Regions from separate parts of the Mus musculus genome. Here regions 1 and 2 are each linked to region 3. A link is a contact called in public HiChIP or PLAC-seq and promoter capture Hi-C data. All regions are on one chromosome and are shown on one strand. The core of a region is the stretch at or near the end of the contact, and the rest is flanking DNA. Distances in the headings are between cores, read along the strand shown. Region 1 overlaps Secisbp2 (SECIS binding protein 2). Region 2 has its middle 45 kb from the start of Secisbp2. Region 3 holds the start of Sema4d (sema domain, immunoglobulin domain (Ig), transmembrane domain (TM) and short cytoplasmic domain, (semaphorin) 4D).

The links. Promoter capture Hi-C pulls out the DNA fragments that hold promoters and counts their contacts. HiChIP or PLAC-seq counts read pairs in DNA pulled down with a chosen protein or histone mark.
Region 1: an H3K27ac HiChIP or PLAC-seq map of T-cell acute lymphoblastic leukemia shows a contact between it and region 3, with 2.4 times the contacts expected there. The contact joins the enhancer-like site here to the promoter of Sema4d in region 3. A contact is called at or near these places in 8 of 39 promoter capture datasets (the C10 cell line, the HPC-7 cell line, HPC-7-derived erythroid cells and 6 more), 1 of 15 datasets of contacts at CTCF or cohesin (large pre-B cells), 3 of 484 Hi-C or Micro-C datasets (bone marrow-derived macrophages, colorectal tumor organoids and nephron progenitors), 19 of 115 datasets of contacts at active chromatin or transcription factors (the 230-238 cell line, CD8 T cells, the HPC-7 cell line and 12 more) and 4 of 9 other capture datasets (adipose tissue, embryonic stem cells, liver and 1 more).
Region 2: a promoter capture Hi-C map of the HPC-7 cell line shows a contact between it and region 3. The contact joins the enhancer-like site here to the promoter of Sema4d in region 3. A contact is called at or near these places in 9 of 39 promoter capture datasets (the C10 cell line, the HPC-7 cell line, embryonic stem cells and 4 more), 1 of 15 datasets of contacts at CTCF or cohesin (CD8 T cells), 7 of 484 Hi-C or Micro-C datasets (ECoMG-derived neutrophils, bone marrow-derived macrophages, cerebral cortex and 4 more), 17 of 115 datasets of contacts at active chromatin or transcription factors (the 230-238 cell line, the HPC-7 cell line, the SCID.adh cell line and 10 more) and 4 of 9 other capture datasets (adipose tissue, embryonic stem cells, liver and 1 more).

Annotation. Positions count from the first base shown.
Region 1 is chr13:51,673,350-51,677,173 of GRCm38.p6, forward strand. Secisbp2 (SECIS binding protein 2) reads left to right here. Exons shown (of 17, transcript NM_029279.2): 10 at 539-680; 11 at 2,938-3,104; 12 at 3,792-3,824. Among named protein-coding and RNA genes, the nearest start is that of Secisbp2, 24 kb to the left of the region's middle. Within about 2 kb of position 2,337, at least 26 of the 459 cell types and tissues checked have an H3K27ac peak or open chromatin away from gene starts, as enhancers often do. A contact at or near this core is called in CD8 T cells and T-cell acute lymphoblastic leukemia, where this site is marked.
Region 2 is chr13:51,694,464-51,698,319 of GRCm38.p6, forward strand. It overlaps a transcript of Sema4d not described here. Among named protein-coding and RNA genes, the nearest start is that of Secisbp2, 45 kb to the left of the region's middle. Within about 2 kb of position 2,223, at least 17 of the 459 cell types and tissues checked have an H3K27ac peak or open chromatin away from gene starts, as enhancers often do. A contact at or near this core is called in the HPC-7 cell line, where this site is marked.
Region 3 is chr13:51,791,586-51,795,095 of GRCm38.p6, forward strand. Sema4d (sema domain, immunoglobulin domain (Ig), transmembrane domain (TM) and short cytoplasmic domain, (semaphorin) 4D) reads right to left here and starts at 2,093. Exons shown (of 16, transcript NM_013660.5): 1 at 1,912-2,093.

The DNA of each region.
Region 1 (3,824 bases), core at 1,087-3,586, 120 kb before region 3:
GGAACAGACTGCCTAGAACTGAAGAGTGGAGCACTCTCCCACCCAGCCCAGGCATCACTGAGCCAAGGAGGCTGTAGCTCTAACCAGAAAAACATGTAGTTTAGGGTTTTTATTTAGGTAGGGGAAGGGGGGTGGGGTTGTTTGTTTGAGATAGGTCTCGCACTAGAGCTCAGGCGGCCTTGAAATTGAAATAGTCCTTTTGCCTCAGCCTCTTAGTGGTTGGGGTTACAGGGGAATGCCTCTATTCCCATCTTCAAAGACTTCTATAGCCAAAGATTTCATGTAAAATTTGATGTCTTACCTGTCAGTATATGATGTTAATTCACAGTGGAGATATAGATAGAAATGGAAAGGAATAACCAACCACAGCAATGAGGGCAGATAATGTGAGTTTTTAATTACTTGATTTAATAAAAACAAAACCAGAAAAATTAAAGTCTTTTAATGTGTTCATTTTATCTTTTTATTTTTTGAAAATGTAAATCTTGGTGTAAAAAATACAGTATTAGGAGTAAACTTGTAAATCTGTGCTTTGTAGAATGAATTTAAAACAAGTGGGAAGAAGAGCCAGGTCCCAGTGCAGCTGGACCTGGGGGGCATGCTGGCCGCGCTGGAGAAGCAGCAGCAGCAGCAGCACGCCTCGCACGCCAAGCCATCCTCCAGACCCGTCGTGTTCTCAGGTGGGCACCTGTCACCTCAGCAAGGGCTCAGAACTGCTCCCCAGAGGCCACTCTGTCCCAGGTCCATTAGAACAGAACAGTCTCTTCTGCTGGGTGACATGGTGCAGAAGAGCAGAGGCTACTCGCCCCACAGACGGAAACAAACGCAGATGAGTCGGGAGGGAGTCTCAGCCAGCCAGGACAACATGCTGAGAGTCTTGTCTCAAATATATTTAAATATGATCTATAAGGATTAATAACCGAGTTCCAGAATGGCCAGGGCTATATGGAGAAACCCTATCTTGGAAAACCCAAACAAAAAGAATCAAGAACCATCTTATTTAAAGCTAAAAGGTGTCCCCAGTTATCCTACTGTGGGGTCTAGGGCGGAGCTCATCTTGTCAGGCTGAAGGGCAAGTGCTCCTACTGGCTGACCATTTGCCGGCCCAGTTAACCCTTGTATGATGTCGAGATTCCAGGACAGAAAATCTCCATGCAAGGTGCTATTTTCTCAGGGTCTCGCTGTATTCTGCCTGCGTGGATCTCCCTTGTGTGGGTGGATGGGGGAGAGACAGACATAGCATGGTGTGGAGCAGTGGCTGGGAGCTTTATGTCCTGTTCCACGGGCAGTAGGCAGAAAGAGCGACACTGGATCTGCCGCGGGCTTTTGAAACCTCGGGCCCACCCCAGTGACATGTTCTTCAGAAAGGCCACACCACCTAATCCTTCCTAAACAACTTTCTTTAGCTGGGACCAAACATTCAAATATGTAAGTCTGTAGGAGCCTTTCTCATTCAAACGACCGCAGACACCACTCTGGACAGGGTATAGTCAGTGCAAATGGACTCTCCTGTGCCAGCTCTGTGGATGTGCAAGTAGATCACACGTGTACTCATGGCGGCCAGAAGAGGAGGTTGGATAGTCTCCATCACTCTGTCCTGTGCACTCCTTTTGAATCAGGGTTTCTCCCAGAACCTGGGGCTCTTTCCTTCTCAGCTAGACTAGAAATGGCCAAGCCTCAGTCATCTCCTCTCTGATCCCGTAGAGCTGTGATTACAGGTGTGCACACGGTGCCTGGCTTGGTACACGGGTGCTAGGATCCTCGTGACTACAGAGCAAGCATTCAAATGATGTACTAAGCTTCCGGCCCCTTTGGTTTGTTGCTGTGAAGTTTATATAAGTTCAACTTTTTCAACTGTACAATTTAGAGGTCCAGATGAGGGGATGGATTCAGTGGTGCCATTAGGTGCCAGACAAGCAAGCAGGTCTAGCCACATGTCTGCTCCTAACAGTGTATGAGAGTAAGGCTCTGTAGATGCAAGCTGCTGTGTTGTAGAATGAGGAGCAGCCTAGAAGTAGTGTCGCCTGTGGACAAGTTGTGTAAGTGACTCAGGGATTGCATGAGTGAGGTCGGACGGACAAAACACTAGTTATTTTAACATGACACTCCATAAGGGAGTGGCCAAGACATGCTTAGACAAATTCTAAGAGTTCTTGGAACAAGGTAGTGGGCACATGCGGGGTTTGTTGGTTATCATTCCTTTTTCTTTGGTATTTTAGAAATCATATAATCATCTGTGGTAATCAAGGGAACTGACAGGAGCAGGGAGGGGCAGGAAAAGAGAATGGTGAGGAGAAGAATGTTCAACCTATGAGAGAGCCGTGTTCAAAGGCTTTAAACATGAAGGGGTAGAGCACAGAGGGACCAGCGATTGCCGTGAAACAGCGCTGTGGTAGGAAGTGGGGTAGAGTGGGAAAGTTCAACTCCGGTGTTCAGTACTTACTACAGTTACTAATTGGAGGAATCAACTGCCCATAGCGGGATTCAGAGAATGATTTTGTCCAGAAAAACTCAAGAATCAACTAGAAGCAGGACTTGAATTTTGTAAGAGCCATGTAATATAAGTAGACAAACAATATTACTAAGAAAGCAGTAATCAACTTGTGCAGAGGCAGTACCAACTGAGTGTGTCGTGATAAACAGTTCCCAGGAGCCACTGGTAGTAAACACAAGACCAACCACCTCAAAATAGCCCAAATCAAGCAGTGTGGTCCTTGAAGTTTTAGGCTGTACGACGACACAGTCTGTTTGACTGTGGCCAGAGGACAGACCTTCCCAAAGTATTTGCAAGCAGAGATTAAATACCATTTGGAATCCATGCCTATGAGAAGGTGGTTTGACAAAGGTCAGTAAGGTTGTGGATCAGAGAGTGCATGGGAGACCCCTCCAGACCCTCGGCCTGAGCTGAGGGACCGAGTGGCACCCCCTGTGTTGCAGTTGGAGCAGTGCCAGTCCTGTCCAAGGATGCCTCCTCCAGTGAGAGGGGACGCCGCTCCAGTCAGATGAAGACCCCACACAACCCCCTGGACTCCAGTGCCCCCCTGATGAAGAAGGGGAAGCAGAGGGAGATACCTAAGGCCAAGAAGCCCACCTCACTGAAGAAGGTATGTGGACATTTTCCATGGAAGCAAGACACTGGAAGACTGATGCACTCTGCCTATTTGCCTGCCACTCTCAGCCCTTCAGTCTTTTCAGTTGTTCTGGGGAACGAAGCGAAGGGCATTTCTTATGTAGGAAGCATTCCACCACTGAGCTAGAGCCCAAGCCCACACCTTTGACTGTTAAGGATCACATTGCAGACCAACGCTGCACCAATTGTCAGGGGTTCCTGGTGAATGGTCCTTCTCCTCATACCAAGACAGTGGGCGTGAGGCCAAGACAGAGCCTTCCTGTTCCTGGGGGCAGGACAGACACACACCCAGCGTGGGGCACTTGCATTAACCTTCACATACGATGCTGCTTCCTGGCACTCTGCCAGTGACTGAAAGTTTCTCTGCATACCTCCTGTTCACCAGTTGGCCCTATGGTGTGGGTGTGTGCTCTGTGTTTGTTTAAATGTCTGTGGTGAGTGACTCTTGTTCCACACATTTGGCCTCTGAGTCTTGTGTTTCCAGAGAGAACTGTGTGATGCTCATGTTATATGTGGTGTGGAGCAAGCCACCCAGAGGCATGACTGAACTTAGGCATTTCTCAGGCAGAAGAGCTTATCTTTTAGGTGCAAGTATGTAGGGTATTTGTTTTGTTTTGTTCTGTTCTGGTTTGATGTTTTGGTTCCGTTTGGTTTTTTTTAGATAATTTTGAAAGAACGGCAAGAGAGGATGCAG
Region 2 (3,856 bases), core at 973-3,472, 97 kb before region 3:
CACACCTGTAGTCCCGGTACTCAGCAGGCAGAGACAGAGGGTTAACCACCATAAGTTCAAGGCCAACCTGAGCTATAGAGTAAGTCTCATAACTCCAGGCTAGCCAGAGATCCATGCTAAGGTTCTGTCTCTAAAATAAATTAACTTAAAAAATTAAAAAGTAAACAAACATACATAAGACAGGAACATGCCAGTCTCGTGTTCCGGAAGCACCTGTGCCTACCCACCTGGCTGCAGACTAGTGGACAAGCCCTGCGGACTTAAATTTGCTTTCTACTCAAGTGTTTTCAATTCTAGCCGCCGACAACTCCATGTATTTAGGTGTATATGAACGCATCCACATGCACGCACACACATCTGTATACAGATGTCCATCAACTGGGGAGCACAACTGGAGTCATCCCTTAGTATCTGCAGGGGATCCCTGAGGACATCAAATGACATGTTTGCAGAAAACCTACATGTACCTCCTCCTGGAGACTTGGAATCATTTCTACATTTCTTACAGTACTTAATACTATGCCGACACTACTTAAACAGCTGTGAAACAGTTTAAGGAACAATGACACAACAGAGCCTGTGTAGATCCAGGACAGGAGCAGCTTTGTGGATTTGGATTCAGAGCTGGTAGGATCTTGGGTGTTACCTGTAGATCTTAGGGCCAAGCATTTCCTTTGCAACTCAGTGCCTTTCATGGAACCATATTGTTTTAGCCATTCCTCTGCAGTTGGGTATCAATCTACAATCCAACTGGAACAACTAACTCTTGAGGTATTACAACCAAGGAATGAACATGAAACACTAACTCCGGGCTTTTGTTGTTTGTTTGTAGATCAAGTTTGTGGTGGGGGGTGAAAACATGTAGGTCACATTGGCCACAAACCCCACACCACAGCACCTGTAAACTTAAATGTGGCATCACTGTAAAACATGAGAGAGGTGAAGAGGTACTTACTCTCTGTTGGTTCTTTAACTATCCAATTCCTTCTGAGTGCAGAAATCAAAGAGAGGGAGAAGGAGCATTAAAAGCAGTGGACGGTGCCACCCCCTCAGTACTGTGCCATCTGGCACTGGGTGGCGGACCCAGAACTGGACCTATGCATCACAGTTGCCCAGGCACGTCCCATCCACAGGTTTCCCAGAGTTCTTTCACCCATGTCCTAGCTAGGGGTTCACTGAAGCTAACAGTTGTTTCTGTCTTGTGCCACCTGCCTCAAATACCTTCATGTGATGGTAGATATTGTCAGCTCAAGACACTCTAAAATCACCTAGGAGATGTGCCTCTAGGCATGCCTGTGAGGTTGGCCATGGTGGCTGGCACACACCGTTAATCCTAGCATTCAGGAAGCAGAGTCAGGAGGATTTCTGGGAACTGGAAGACGTGGTAGTCTAGAAAATTCCAGGCCAGCCAAGGCTACACAGTGATGCCCCCAGAGGAGGGGATGTTGAAACACAAACTGAGCAACACTGCTTCCTGACTATAGGTGCATGCCCCTGCTGCATTCCTCATAGACTCAGACTGTGAACCATAATTAAAACCTCCCCTTGACTCGCTTTTGTCAGGTATTTAGTCATGCACACGGGCTGGGCTCTTCCTGACATCAAGTTAGTGACTACTAAGCCTCCTGGGAAGGATTCTGACCCACCTATCCCCATGGGCTGCACAGTCCCCACAAGTCTGCACTCTGGCCACAAGGGCTCTTTCAAAGCTTCCCTCAACTTCTAGAAACTTCTCTCATACCGTAGCCTCAGATTTCATGAGTTCCCCCATCAGTCACATGCCATTAGTCCAGACAGCTGCTAGTTCAGATGGCATCTTATTTGGCCCTGGCCAGCCTGGAATTTAGACCAAGTACAAGCATGTCTGTTACCTGTGAGGGGAGGCTAAGCTTGAGGCCCTTTCTCTGTCTCTGCCCCCAGGCACCTCATCATGCAGGTAATCGGGACTGCACCTGGAAGTCTTGAGAGATGACGATGTAGCCATCAGTGGCTTCTTAGGACTGTGAACTGAAACAGGCCCTGGGAATGAGGGAGCTGGGCTCTGGACTCTGGGGGGACTAAAGATACTGCTCAAGGATGAGGCTGATGCTCTCAAGACATCATTGTCTGCATTTATGATGGATTCCTAAATTGGAGCAGCAGGAACCCTAGGCACACCCCACCCAGTTCTGCATCTCACTATAAGGGTCATGTGATCTTTAACACACCCACCCCCTGAAGAACCAGAATGAGGAAGTGCCCCAATGGTTGAGGACACTCTTAAAGGTCATGGATATGGGAAACCACTTTCTGGTGTGCCCCTGCCCTCCTTGAGAAAGGGAGGTACCAGGGACTCCCTTTTCCCAGCCCCACCCACCTGGCCACCACAGAGGCCCCCATTAGGAGAAAGGAGCCCCAAAAGTTTCTTTGAGCCCAGATCCTGAAGCTGCCCAGAACCCAGGAGGCCCGGAAAGGAAGCAGCTTTCATTGTCCCCACTACCCCAATTCCTCAGCTCTCTTAGGGCCCCCCGAATCCATACCCCAAACAGGGACTAAATGAGGGGACCCAAAAATGTACAGGTGCTTGCTTAGGAACCCCGCTTGGTAAAAGCAATTTGCTTATGCTGTTCGTAAAGCACCTGAGGTAAGTGTCTTAAGTTTGTAGGGTTTGTGCGCACATGGCATTGGGTGGTACTTTTACGGTGTGGGCAATTTGTAGTGTGGGTGACTTGTGATGTAGGTATTTGGTATAGGTGAGATGTGGTGGTGGTGTGGCTGTGTGCTACACATGGGGTTTGTGTGATGTGTGCAGTGTTTATGGACTGAGTACGTAGTGTGTACATGTATGTGTAGCATGATATATGGTATGGAGTGTGTATGTGGTATGTGTGATGTTATATATGTGGTACACAAAGGAAGCATGTATGGTGTGATATGTGGTGCATGGTGTGTGGCATGTAAGATGTGGTACGTGTGGCATGTGGTACTGGGGGTTATGTGAAATGTGGGATAAATGTGTTGTGTGTGCAGTGGGTAATTATATGTGTGGTGTTGGGGGCTATGTGTGGAGAGTATGTGGTGGGAGTTATGTGTGGTGCCTGGTATATGTGGTATGTGTGGTGTGGTGTAGTGTATGTCACAGTGTGGTGTGTGTTGGCATGGCATGTGCTGTACATATGCCAACCTTTGGCAGCTGGCAGCAGGACAGAATAAACATGCACCTCCCAGTGATATCAGCACACGGGGAAGCAACTGCAGTGTAAGGTCAGACAGTGCAGCGGCTCCAGCCCTCCACCCACCTGGCTGGGTATGGCCGGACCTCAGTGCTGGGCTGCAGACCCGGGCACAAAGACTGGAGGAAAAGTCAGTGCCGGATCCTGCTGCCTTTCCTGGAACTAAACGGGAGTTCCTGCAAGCTCTAGGCTGTAGGCAGCCTGACCTTCCCCACAGCCATGCTTGGGGCAGCTTTCATGTCTTCCCTGGTCATCTCACTTGGGTATGCAGAACAGGGCGTCTGAATTGCCTCATACACTGGGAAAACACTCATCCAATCCAGAGGACATGGAGGTCCTGGGTGGAAGCAGGAGTGGGCAGAATAGTCCTGAGTACAAGCCTTGCTGTCTATCTGACCTCTAATCAACCCTCTAGAGGGGTGAGGCTCCCCCAAGATAGCTCAGAGTCACCAGCAGAGCCAGAGCGGACACCAGGACACATGCCAAGGGACTGAAGAGTCCCTGTTCACCCTCTCTTTAAGTCTTGTGTTCTAAAAACAGCGCACTAGGCCTTTAATCAGCTAGCCCCAAGCCACTCACATAAATCATACAAACAGCTGTTTTAGGAGAGAGAAAAACGCAGGTCAAGGCTCCCAACTTGCTCT
Region 3 (3,510 bases), core at 843-3,342:
TTGAGATGCATTATTGATCATGCTGTCCATTAGCACCCATTCCCATAGCCCTGGCCCACCACACACCATGCCTGGGGTGGGAAAGGCCTCCTTGGACACTGTCCATAAAAGACAGCCTAGAGAAGCAACTGTCCACAAGTGGATGATGTCACCAGACACACTGCCCTGGCCCCAGACCCCCTGGATTCCTGAGGCAGCACGGTCCACACCAGGCACCTCATCCCTCAGTCCAGGGCAGGCAGCCACCTGCCAAGACTCCAACCACTGGGGAGGAGTCTCTGTAAGGCACACAATGACAGCCAGAAGTCATTGGAGTCTATAGACAGAGGGACTTCGCAGCTCCATTTCAAAGGACAGACTTAAACAAGCCCATCACAGGAAGGCAGCCTCTGACTCTTGCCCTGGCTCCAGGTCGCACATCCATCGTGCAAGAACGGCAATGCCACAACTGGTATAGGCAACGTGTGTCTGTTTCTTTGGTTTACTTGCTGTGTGGACCAGCCAGACCTAACTGAGTCTTATGGTCAGGAAAGACAAGCTTTGCCCACACCAACATCCCTGCTCACTATTCTATCCATTCCGCTTCTCAACAGATGATCGCTCTGACGTGATGCACACAGACAGCAACGGTCAAAATGACAATCAGGCCATTATAGTCGCTACCGGGATCTACCCCCACCTCTGCCCAAGACTGCCTGCTTCTGGGACACTGTAAACATTCCCAAATAACCCTGCCTGCCTGGGCAGACAAGAGACAAGTCAGACGCCAGGGGCACATATGAAGTGACAGACCGCTGGTGTCACTTCACCCTCCTGGGAAGGAAACTTCCGTTTGGTAGCGCCTGGTAGACCCACAGCTGGGTCAGATGGCTGGCTACAGGCCCCCAGTCCAGTGAGAGGTTGGGCCACCCACGGGCCTGGGCTGTGCTCCACACAGTGAGGGTTTTCAAAACAAAAGCAGGACAAGTTCATGTGGCAAATGACCCAGTATGTAGGGGCAGGCCTTCACCACATGCTTCATTGAAAGCCAAAACTCCACATTCACCCACAGAGAGACTAAACAGAAAACATATAGAGGGCAGCTACGTGCTCAGCGCTGTTTTGTTTTTTGGCTGATTTTTTTCCCCAAGCCATAACTGGCTGAGCCCCAACAGAACCAGCCCCCTGCAAATCATCGGGCGCCAGCAACAGGTGCAGCTCGAGCTAAAGCTGGTGGTGGTTCCGGGCGGTTCTAGAATAACGCAGCCCGAATCTTCCAGGAAGCCACCGCCTTGCAGTGCCCACTGCCCGGCGGTGGCAACCTCACCGCGGCCGCACCTGTCTGAGTGCACCGCGCCACATCCGGTGCACCCGAGCCAAGGCCTGGGAGACCGAAATAGAAGCTGGTTAGGCCGGGGCTGGGAGCCCGGCTACGGGCACCGGGCCTGACCTGGGAGGCACCGATCAAGGAGTCAGCACCCGGGGGTCCCAGCGTGCAGGGCCTGGCTGGTCAAGTCGCATCCGCTGCCTGTCCCGTGTCCCTGCTCCAGCCACCTGCCTGCCAGGGCCTGGCGGGAGCTAGGGAAGGGACGCCGGAGAGAGATCCGGGCTGGGGTGGAACTGCAGAGAGGGTCTGGAAAACGCGGTGGAAATGTAGAGGGGGGTGAGGAATCCGGATGGGACTCAGAGGGGACCCAAAGGATCCTGATGCGAACGCAGAGGGAGTCCGGGGGCATCCAGGTGGGAATGCAGACTAGGTCCTAGCGGTGTGGGAGAACCTGGGGAAGAAGCTCGGAGAGGGATCCTGGGAGCCCCGAGGGGGTCGCAGGAGAGGCTCCAACAGGGTTCCTAGGTTTACCGCGGGGGCTCGCCGCGCTCCGCGCACCTGCCCAACCCCGCGCGCGCTCCTCCCGCGCCGGCCCAGTCGCTTACCTGGAGCGCGCGTCCGACCCGCGGAGGCTCTCGGCGGGGGCTGGCCAGGCCAGCTCCGCGCCAAGAATGGCGGCGGCGTTGGTGGCAGCGACGACAGAGGCGAACGGCGCCAGGAGCTTGAGTCGGGGAGGCCGGGAGACGCGCGGAGATGCTGCGGCGCGAGAGGGAGCGGAGGCCGGCGTGGGGAAGGAGGGCGCGGGGCTAGCGTGCAGGCCCCACCCCCTCTCCCTCCCTTCCCGCCTCCTCCCCTCCCCCTCCCGTCTCTTCCCTCCCTTCGCCCCTCCCCCTTCCTCCTAGTCCCTCCTCTCACCCCAACCTCTCTCCCTTCTTCCTTGCCCTCCCGCGCCCCGCCCCTGTCTTCACCTACCCCAGTCTTTTTCTCCTGCTCCCCTCTTGTTTCCTTTCTCCCTCCCTTCCTTTCCTTCCCCATTTACCTTCCACCACCTCTTCCTCTTTTCATCCAACTCCCTCGTCCTCTTCCCCCGTGTCCCCCCCCCCCCGTCCCCCATCCCCCAAAGCCCCATGGTCCAGACCCCAGGGGCTCTTTCCTACCCAAGTCTGGTCTCTTGAAAACAGAGGAGATTACCAGCAAAAGGAGCCTTTTGATCCTTTCAGCCTCCTAATGATCCAGCCTGCTCGTCCAGGTCCCCAAAGTCTCCTGTGCCCCATGCTCTGGGGTCACCAGCGTTGACCCCAGAGATGCTGGGCTCTTACCTTTATGATCTAGGATAGACCCTTTGGGGTTCTCAATGCAAGGTGTGGGTGGTTCTTCCCATGGACCAAGGCTTCCTGTATGCAGCTCCCGATGAGATACATTTCTAACTAATTCTGGGCCTTCCGAAGTTGGTTGGTACAAAGGGTAGACATAGCCAGGTCCTTAACATGCTTTCTGAGGTTGGTGCTCCAGAACCTATGATTAAAAAAAAACCCAGACAGTGGTGCTTTGTTGTAATCCCAGTGTTGAGGCAGAGACTATTGGTGGAACCCTGGATGGAGTTCACTGGCCAGCCAGCCTGCCTTACTTAATCCGAAGTCAGACTCAGATTTCAGTAAGGGACCCTGTCTCCTAAAACTAAGTGGACAACACCTGGGTTGACCTCATGGCATATTGCATGGGTACACACACACAGACACACACACACACTGCAGCCACAGGGCATGTCCTTTTCTGCCCTTGAAGGGAGAAGTGACCCTCAGTTCACACAGTAACTGGCCAGGTGGGAAGTGCTGCCCAGAGACACAGTCCCTCCCTAAAAGGAAACCCAGTTCCTTAATGAACCTGCCGGAAGAACCAAGAAATAGATCAAGACCAGTCTCTAGGCAGACTGGTGGCTTCCTGAATTCCAGAAGGCCCTTAGGGGCTTCCAGCAGGGATGAGGCTGTTGGGAAGGCAGGCAGCTGACAGCAGTTAAACTGAGCAAGCCCTTCCTAAAGGATAGAAGGTCCTAGAAAGAACCAGGAAGCTTCTTCAGGTTAGGTGTGCCAGTCAGTGCTGGCTCAGAGAGCACAATAGGCCTACTAGAGGTCAAAACAGTAGAACCAACCAGAGGAGGGTCGGTTGTCTTTGCTCTAGGGCTGTGTTTCTCAACCTGTGGGTCA